2 separate regions of the Mus musculus genome follow, and region 2 is linked to region 1. The links are chromatin contacts, called in public HiChIP or PLAC-seq maps. All regions are on one chromosome and are shown on one strand. Each heading gives the region's core, a stretch centred on a gene start, on an enhancer-like site or on the middle of the called end of the contact. The rest is flanking DNA. Distances are from core to core; before and after follow the strand shown. Region 1 overlaps Tab1 (TGF-beta activated kinase 1/MAP3K7 binding protein 1). Region 2 overlaps Tnrc6b (trinucleotide repeat containing 6b).

Evidence for each region. HiChIP or PLAC-seq counts read pairs in DNA pulled down with a chosen protein or histone mark.
Region 2: a contact with region 1 is called in a FOXA1 HiChIP or PLAC-seq map of pancreatic cancer cells. The contact joins two enhancer-like sites. A contact is called at or near these places in 1 of 115 datasets of contacts at active chromatin or transcription factors (pancreatic cancer cells) and 1 of 9 other capture datasets (embryonic stem cells).

Annotation. Positions count from the first base shown.
Region 1 is chr15:80,157,298-80,161,797 of GRCm38.p6, forward strand. Tab1 (TGF-beta activated kinase 1/MAP3K7 binding protein 1) reads left to right here. Exons shown (of 11, transcript NM_025609.3): 9 at 307-529; 10 at 1,454-1,610; 11 at 2,777-4,410. The coding sequence ends at 2,984. Among named protein-coding and RNA genes, the nearest start is that of Gm31253, 11 kb to the left of the region's middle. Within about 2 kb of position 2,279, at least 149 of the 459 cell types and tissues checked have an H3K27ac peak or open chromatin away from gene starts, as enhancers often do. A contact at or near this core is called in pancreatic cancer cells, where this site is marked.
Region 2 is chr15:80,741,245-80,745,744 of GRCm38.p6, forward strand. The region is part of intron 1 of Tnrc6b (trinucleotide repeat containing 6b); the gene reads left to right. Among named protein-coding and RNA genes, the nearest start is that of Tnrc6b, 32 kb to the left of the region's middle. Within about 2 kb of position 1,822, at least 108 of the 459 cell types and tissues checked have an H3K27ac peak or open chromatin away from gene starts, as enhancers often do. A contact at or near this core is called in pancreatic cancer cells, where this site is marked.

The sequences.
Region 1 (4,500 bases), core at 1,029-3,528:
CTCTACCCTGCGTTTCTTAGCAGTCCTGAGTAACCTTGTACCCGTGAGTTATGTAATTCCGGCGACAACCCACTTAGAGGTGTGGAAGCCGGTAGGGAGAGCACAAGGTCCCACACCTTTTCTAATCAGTGCGTTCCAGAAGGATTGTCCTGAACAGCTTGGAAAGCTCAGGTTGCAATTGACTGGCAGAGACTCCCTTCTCTTGCTGGGCTAGTGATCTCTAAGTCTCCTACACAGCCCCCTCCCACCTCACCTCCCACCCCCGATCACCCTGATTCCTCATCACGTCCTCCCTCCACACCCCAGGAGATTGCCGCGATGATTGACACCGAGTTTGCCAAGCAGACCTCCCTGGATGCGGTTGCCCAGGCTGTGGTAGACCGTGTAAAGCGGATCCACAGTGACACCTTTGCCAGTGGTGGGGAGCGTGCCAAGTTCTGCCCACGGCATGAAGACATGACCCTGCTGGTGAGGAACTTTGGCTATCCATTGGGTGAAATGAGCCAGCCTACACCGACCCCTGCCCCAGGTATGTATGCCACGTAGGTACACCTGAGATGAGTCCTGGGCTGGAGGCAACACGGACGGGCTGATACCATGAAGTTGGCTGCTTGGAGTGCGTATGGAGCCAGGGGGCTGGCCTTGCTCAACTCCAGCTGTAGAGTTCTGGACTCTGAGCTGCAGGTCTTTACTCTGTCTGTAAAATAAGGAGCACTTGTCCTGACCATCCTGGAAGTCTTGCTGCATGAGCATATCATGTACAGTCACAAAGGCAGATGGCAGAGGTCCCTCCTAGCCTCCTTGTCACTTCTCACCCTTACCAGCAACCTTGACAGAAAGGAGAAAGGCTCTAGCCTGGAGAGACCTGGGTGAGGTCAGGTATGAGACAGATGGTCTGCCCCAGCCGGGCATTGTGTGGAGATACTTCACTCCATCCCTTTTTCCTTTTAAGTCCTTGAGTCAAGCTGCCTGGGCAGCAGTGAGACCTTCTGTACTGCTCCCAAGCGCTGCATTTCCTTTTCTGTTTTTAAACAAACAAACTGTGGAGCTCTCACCTCCCATTGCTCTCCATGGACACTGGGGAGCTGGAGTCCCTCTGGCCTGCACTTGTAACCGTATTTTCATTGGGCCTGCCTCAACAGGAAACAGTCTACCCTCTGTATTAAGGTTTAGTAGCCCTTTCTCAGAGCCCATCCAGCACTTTATTCCACTCCCACCTTGATCCCCAGTGGGTTTCTTTGCTGGATAGAGGTCCCACTGCTATTCTGGAAGATACTCGTACCAAGGGACATCTACCCTGGGCCACCCCAGGGGTGGAGGGCCACAGTGGGGCTTAGGGGCCTCTCAGCCCTCACATAGCCCTTGTCACTCAAGAGAAGCCTTGAGGCCACTACCTTGGTTTCCTCCGACTGATTCCCCTCCCCCCCTGCTCTCTCTCTCTCTCCTATTGCAGGGGGCCGTGTGTACCCTGTTTCTGTGCCCTACTCAAGTGCCCAGAGCACCAGCAAGACTAGTGTGACTCTGTCCCTCGTCATGCCTTCTCAGGGCCAGATGGTCAACGGCTCTCACAGTGCCTCCACTCTGGACGAAGCCACTCCCACACTCACTAAGTAAGCCATCCTACTCTAGAGACAGACATGGGAACCTGGAGAGAAACAGCTGGGCAACCAAATCCTAGGGCTCAGTGGGGCAGGATGAGAGAGGCTGGGGTCTGGGGACTCTGGATCTTTGGCCTCCAATTCTCCACCCTCACCTTTTGGGTAGGGAGTCTTATTAGACACAGGTTCTAGCAGGTATTGAACTGGACCTGGGACAAGTGGAGATTCAGGGCAAGGTGGACAGGGGACCCGAGAAAGAAGCAAGGCAGCTGACTGACGTCTCAGCTTTCATCCATGGGCAGCTTCTCTCGTGTTTTTCTTCTGTCTTGGAGTTTGTAACCCAGGGCCACTGGCTTCATGCATCTGTAGTTGGGGACATTGCCTGGCCTGTACTGGGTTGTCAGAGCTGCTGCTCTCTCACTGTGGCATGCCATGGCTGTCAGCTGTCTAGTGTAAGGGGCACTGGGGGTGGAGGTCATGGCCTGAGAGGAGGGGCATGGTGCAGACCTGCCTGACAGGTCTCTTGTCCAACCGCTCCCTGTACTTCTGTGACTTTGTACTTTGCTCCCACCCCACCTCTCCGGGGGAGGGGGGGATCTGGTTTCCACATTCCAGCCCTGCACCGATGGAATAATACAGCTGCCACACCCAGCCCCTCTCCACTTAGAGCTTAGCCGGATGTGGCCAATTAGAAGGGCTGGCAGGGAGGGAGTGCCCCTGTTTTCCTCTGCCTCTCCCTCTGCCTCTTTAGAGGGCCTCCATCTGTCCCCAAGTCTGTGCTGCTGCTGTTCCTGCCACCACCTCTGTGGATGGAAGGGCCTGGTAGACATCTGGGCATCCTGGGTAGCCGTGTGCTGTCCCCAGCACAATCAGCATAGCCCTCCCTCCCCACCAGGCTTCCCCAGGAAACCAGCAGCTGTGTCCACAAAGCCAAGCAGGCAAGCTTCACGCTTCTCAGCCTGACTGCCCGAGCCTCACAGATCTCCTCCCCTGGCGCTGAGTCTTATTCTGTCACCTAGGTCAGCCTGTCTTTAAAAACATCTCACCCAGCTGACTTCTGTAGGATACTGGGGAGAGAGAGAGAGGCCTGAGCCTAAAGGGCCGCTCTTTTCACCGGTGGGAAGTTGAGGGCCCCTGATGCAGCTCCCCCAGACTGACTGCTCTCTCTTCTTCTGTAGCCAGAGCCCCACTCTGACCCTGCAGTCCACCAACACGCACACCCAGAGCAGCAGCTCCAGCTCTGACGGGGGCCTCTTCCGCTCCAGACCGGCTCACTCACTTCCACCCGGAGAGGATGGCCGTGTGGAGCCCTATGTGGACTTTGCTGAGTTCTACCGACTCTGGAGCGTGGACCACGGCGAGCAGAGCGTGATGACGGCACCTTAGTCTAGCCTCAGAGTGCAGCCTGGGCACAACTTTGTGTAGACACAGAGGGCCAGTGCCAAAGCAAGACAAGCTTCCTGACCTTTGCGGGGGCCATGGAACCCTCGGGCAGTGAGTCATGACGTGCTGCAGGTTCAACCACAGCCCTGGGCTGTGGCCTGAGTACAGACTGCATTGCTGCTGGTCCACACAGGAGGCTGGAGTCCAGACCACAGGCATCCTAAGACAGGGCCAAGCGGGAAAGCTGCAGGTAGCTTACAAACCATCACGAGTGCCTCCTGACACGTTTAAAGACTAGCAAGATGCCGTCCTGTGGACCCCAGCTACCAAAGGCCAGACAGACACTGCTCCCTCAAGACTCCTCCACCTGCTTCAGCTTCCCCCGGAAGAGCTGTGGCCTCTGCGAGTGCCCGTTACCTCTGGGTGGCTATCCCCTTTCCACCTTTCAGCCCAAACTCCTAGATCCAGAGTAGCGAATAACAGGAGTGGGTGCCTGTCACTGGATGTCACTGGAAAAGTCCAGGGAAGCAGAGGGGTTATTAACAGCCACAGAGGAGCAAGACAAGGAAGTACCAGAGAGAGCTGGCCAAGGAATGCTAGTCCTGGGCTGCAGGTCAGCCAGCTGGCAGCTGAGCTAACTCAGAGAGCTGGCTTCCCAATGGGGTGCAGTTAGTAGGCCAGGCCCACCAGGCAGCTGCAGTTCTGCTTCTGCTAGATCCTGCCCTGGGGTGAGGCAGGCCAAGTCAGAAGCCAGTGCCTTCCTCCCAGCGGGTCCTGGGAAGCCAGTGATAGGGGGTGCTGAGGCAACAGACCTCACGCTGATGAGGAGGCTGCTTGGTTCCGGGCTCTGCCGAAAGAGGAGTGGGATACGGCTGTGAGAGGGCCGAGGTTGAGTCTTGCTCACCCAGAAGACCAAGGACATCAGGTGCAGTGATGCGGACGTGCAGGGAAAAGACTCTGCTGGTCAGGCCCTGACTGGGACCTGTTCACACAGAATCTCTCCCTTCAGACAGGAGGGTTACCACAGCTGCCTGCAGTGTGGCCACCCCTGTGCTCAGAGGAGAAAGGCTGGGTGCTCCTCTTACCTGAGCCCTTCCATCAGGATTAAATCTGCAGCCCTTTCCCCACTGTGTGCAGCTACTGGGCAGGGTGCCCAGTGTGGCCTGGTGGCAAAGGCCAATTCAGAGCACTTCTCAGACTCCATTTCCCTAAAGCGAGGCTGCTGGCTCCATGCTGAGGAGAAGCCCTGGGGTGATGGGAAGAAGAAGCCTTCCTGCTCTCCACTAGGAAGTCACCTCTGCCCTGCAGGTGCCCTGCAGGTGAGCAGCTCTCAGCTGGTGCACAAGGACATGGGACAAAGGAGGTCCTCCCCAAGGAATGTGGTGCTGTTTGGTCTCTAGAAATAGAACCATGTTCTTCATGCAGTAAAGATGTCATCTTGTCTATCTGTAACTTAAGCACCCAAAAGGTGGCTGCCTCCTGTTCTGCTCAGGAGGTTTGGGAGCCAGGCTTTCCGGAC
Region 2 (4,500 bases), core at 572-3,071, 580 kb after region 1:
CTCTCCCCCTCTCCCCTGTCTCTCCCCTCCCCTCCTCCCTTCTCCCCTTCCCTCCCCTCCCCTCCCCTCTCTTCTCTTCTCTTACCTCCTTTTTTGAGAAAAGAATCTCACTATGTAGCCCTGGCTGGACAAGAACTCACTGTGTAGAACAGGCTGGCCTGTAATTCAGAGATCTGCCTGCTTTACTCGTGAGTGCTGGAATCAAAGGTGTAGACCACACACATGGCCTTGTTGTTGGTATCTTTTAATAAACTAATAAATTTATAATAATTCATACTTTTAAATGTTTGGTATGATATGTCTTGGTAATTTTAATAACATAAAATCACTTTGGAGTCCTCTAATTTTTGGAATGAAGTGAGATCCTCCGATGAATAGGTTTGAGAACTACGTTTTAAATTCTATCATTTTCAGTTGGAATCAGTTTTTCTTTCTGACGGTGTCATAGGTTGCCCCTCCACTTTCTGTACGTTCTGTGAACTTCTGTGTGATGTGAGTGGCAGGCTGTGTATTTGGTGAGATTTTTTTTCATGGTTATTTGCCTCGTTATCATCCATATCAATGTCCAGTTCACTGGTTTATCTCAGAGGCAGTGTACATTTAACAACTTGCCAACAATTGGGCACGGTGGCATATACCCATAATCCAGGTACTCCAGAGTCTGAGACAGGAGGATCACAATGAGTTAGAGGCCAATATGGGCTATGTGAGACCTGCCTCTCAAAAAACAAAAAACAAAACCAAGGGAACAGGATGTAGCCCAGCTGGTAGATTGCTTACATATCCTGAACAAAGTGCACACACAGAGCCTTGTATGATGTGGCTCTTGCTGTAATCTCAGCATTGGAAAGCAAATGACAAGAGAATGATGTGACTTTGAAGGTCAGCCTGGTGCATGCAGCAAACCTTGCCTCAAGGAACTCAAATAAACAGAATTAATGATGAGGGTGAGCACAGTTGCTTGTGTTTAGGTTGTCAGAAGGCAGTCCTGTTTTCTCAAGCCCTTTGCTTAAGAATTGACCAACTGTCCTGGAGGTAGCCTAGAACACATACAATTGAACAAACAGGCTTAGTAGCCCAAGGTGGGATACCTGTTTTTCTCATCATTCCTGCTTGAGACTGTCCCCTACACCAAGCAGTCTTTCCGGATTTTCCCAGATAGTAGAGTAAAACTGAGGTTTTAAAGCCAGAGTTTTATAGCCAGGTGTGGGAGGCAGAGGCAGGTGGATCTTTGTGGGTCTAGAACAGCTTGTTTTACATAGCAGGTTCTAGGCTTCTTCTGTACCAGTCCCAAGGTGCCCTCTACTACTGTAAGTTCCATGGGGATAGCATGCTGCCCTGATATACTATAGGGGTTTTTTTTGTTTTTTTTGTTTTTTGTTTGTTTGTTTTTAAAGAGATGTGTGAGTAGAATCCTTACATGAGTTAAGTCAGAATATTGTATTGAGTTGAGTTTATTTTTCCTTAAAAATGTGTGTCGATCACATAAGGATTTATTGAGAATGTCTCTTGGGCAGACTCTGTATTTAATAATACTAATGAAGTATTAAGTGATCCCTCTGATGCAGACTCTCTTAGTTACTGTCCTATTGCTGTGAAGAGACACCAACCACAACCAAGGCTGACAAAATAAAGCATTTAGGTGGGGCTTGCTTACAGATTCAGAAGTTTGTCCCATTGTCATCATGTCAAGGAGCATGGTGGCACACAGGCAGACGTGGTGCTGGAAAAGTAACTGAGAGGTCTACCTACATCCTGATCTAGAGGCATGGACCTGACTGCGACCTTTGAAACTTCAAAGCCCGCCTGTCTCCAGGTGACACATCTACAAGGCCACACCTTCTAATCTTTCTCAAGCAATGCCACTCCCTGATGACTAAGCATTCAGATCTATGAGCCTATGGGGACATTCTTATTGAAAGTGTAACACATGCCAGACCTCAGAGAGCTTATAAGCAGTAGTCCACACAGAAGGAAGCCTGGGGAGGAGTGCATGTACAGTTTACTAGCTCAGAAGGAGGACACATTGAGATTGCCTGTGAGGTAAGATGGTGTCAGGGATTTCACAGAAAAGATTGCCTAACCTGCGTCTGTCTTCAAGTTGAGAAGTTTGGCCTGTGGGTACTTCTAAGAGGAAATAGCTTGCACAAAGGCACATGAAACCACTGTGGGTGCTCTAGGGAAATTGAATACAGTGTAGCTTTGTAAGATAAAACAGGAGAACTCAGCAGGTACTAGGCCAGGTATAGCATGGAGTAGAGATTATATTTTCTTACTCAAGAGTTTGTACTTTCTAAATATCATTCTTATGTTAAAGGTAGTGGGTATTGAGGCTAAGAAAACCAAATTCTAAAAACTAGTGAAACTAGTTAAAATGGATGAAGTCAAAGTCGGTGGCAGCAGACATATGTAAGAAGAACACACTGATTAGAATTGATAGGCTTTGGTGCTAGGAAGGAGCTGATGATGTCAGATTTCTGATCTGAGGGGGTGATGTTGTTTCGGATGAGGTAGAGGGGAAACACCTGTTGGGGACAGGATGTTTGAGTTGTAGTTGCACTGAGTCTTAGGCACCGGTGGCACAGGAGGTAGCAAAGGCTGTTGGCGTAGGCAGCAATGCATCTGATTCTGGCTGGTAAGAACGCTCAGCACTGGCTTTGGGGATCGTCAGCACAGAGGTGGTAGTTACATTTGTGAACAAAAGATAGGGACATTGGAACTACAAATGCAAGCTGCGTTAGGAAGTTGAGGCAGGAAGACCACAAATTCAAGGCCAGCCTAGATTATATAGTGACACCCTCACTCAAATTAAAAGAAAAAAACTTCCAGGACAGCCAGGGCTACACAGAAAAACTCTTGTTTCGGAAAACAAAAACAAAAATGAAGTCCTGGGTTCAGTCCCCAGCAACTGGGAGGTTAGAAGCAAGAGGATCAGAAACTGAAGGTCCCTGATGGAGAGCAGGCCAGACTGAGTCATGCGAAACCCTATCTCAGAAAATAAACCAAGCAAATATGTAGTTACAGAAATGTGTGCTGTTGCCTTTTGCTGTTGTTTTGGTGGTTTTATTTGGCTGTTTTTTGTTTGTTGCTTGTACAATGTTGGAGTATAGTATATTCCTTAACAGTCTGCATTCCAAGATGATACTAGAGAAATGCTGGTGACAGCAGGGAGAACTAAGGAGGGTCGTGAGGGAAGAGACTGAGTGATCAAGGGCTTTTTTTCTGTGCTGCTTGAATTTTTAAACTGAGAATTAAAATGAATCACACTGAATAGTTAAGTTTGAAAATTAAAACCCTGTCACATCAGAGGTGATACTAGAAAAGTAAGTGTCATTTGTTGAATATATATGCCTTTCAGCTTGCCATATTCTCTAGGAAACACTTAGCTGTAATTACATTGTGTGAGTTTCGTTAAATACTTGACTGTAGTCTATTTCAGTTTGGCAAAACCTGGGGATGGATGAGTCTAAGGTCTTCAGAATCTCATTCTAAGTCCCAAGATTACTCTGGTTGTTCCGTAAGAGAGTAGAGGGGACTGCTGGGGTTGGTGGCTGACCACCCTAACACTGCATGACCAGGTGGTAGGATTAGATTACTTCTGAGCATTTAAAAATAGTCATTTGAAGGCATTTTCCTGGTATTCATCTCTTAGAAGAAAAATACTGCTGTAGATAACGTAAGCTTTTAGAATAATCAGTGTCTATGCTTATCTTCAATATGCCAGTACTTGGTTCAGAGCAAGAAAGAAGCTTTTTTTTTTTTTTTTTTTTTTTGAGAAACCCAGTTTGAGAATACCTGGAAGCCAGGCCTGATCGAGCACCCAGGTAATCTCAGCTACTTGGGAGACTAAGGTGGCACAGTCACTTGATCCTAGTAGTGCAGAGATACTCTGTCCCTTTTAAGGAAAATATGCATCTGGAAAAAAATACCTAGTTTCCCTTGCTTATCTATCCTCTGCCATAGTGTCTTTTTGTCCTCATTAAATGTCAGCAAGTGTCTAAGATGACAATGAAACAGAAAAAGGACCCACCTCTTTGGTTATCATCTCCACCTTAAGTTTTCTGTCAAGAGTGTATGTAATAATGAGCTACATTATGACATTGGTGTAGAATTTGGACTGATGATAGATCTAGAAAGATCAGCCTGGGCAGAAACTCATCAGAGTAAAGAACTAAGATTAGACAGTGTCGTTCTCTCAATAATCAGAGACTGACAACAAATTGAAGAATCTGACTATTCTCTGAAATGCCAAGGGTTGCATGTAACTATGTAGCCCTGAGTCTTCCAGAAGAACCAGATCTGTCTTGAAGGTGCAGGCAGCTTCTTTAACTTTATACCCAGTGCCATTTGATGGGGGAACTGCCAGCATTGTGTATTAAATTCCCAGGATGCAGTTGGGGTTCGCTTCAGCATGTTTGTTGGACATCTTACCAAATTAAAATATATGTAAGACTTAATCTTTGCTGTCAAGGAGCTCATGTTGCATGCATAAGACAGACC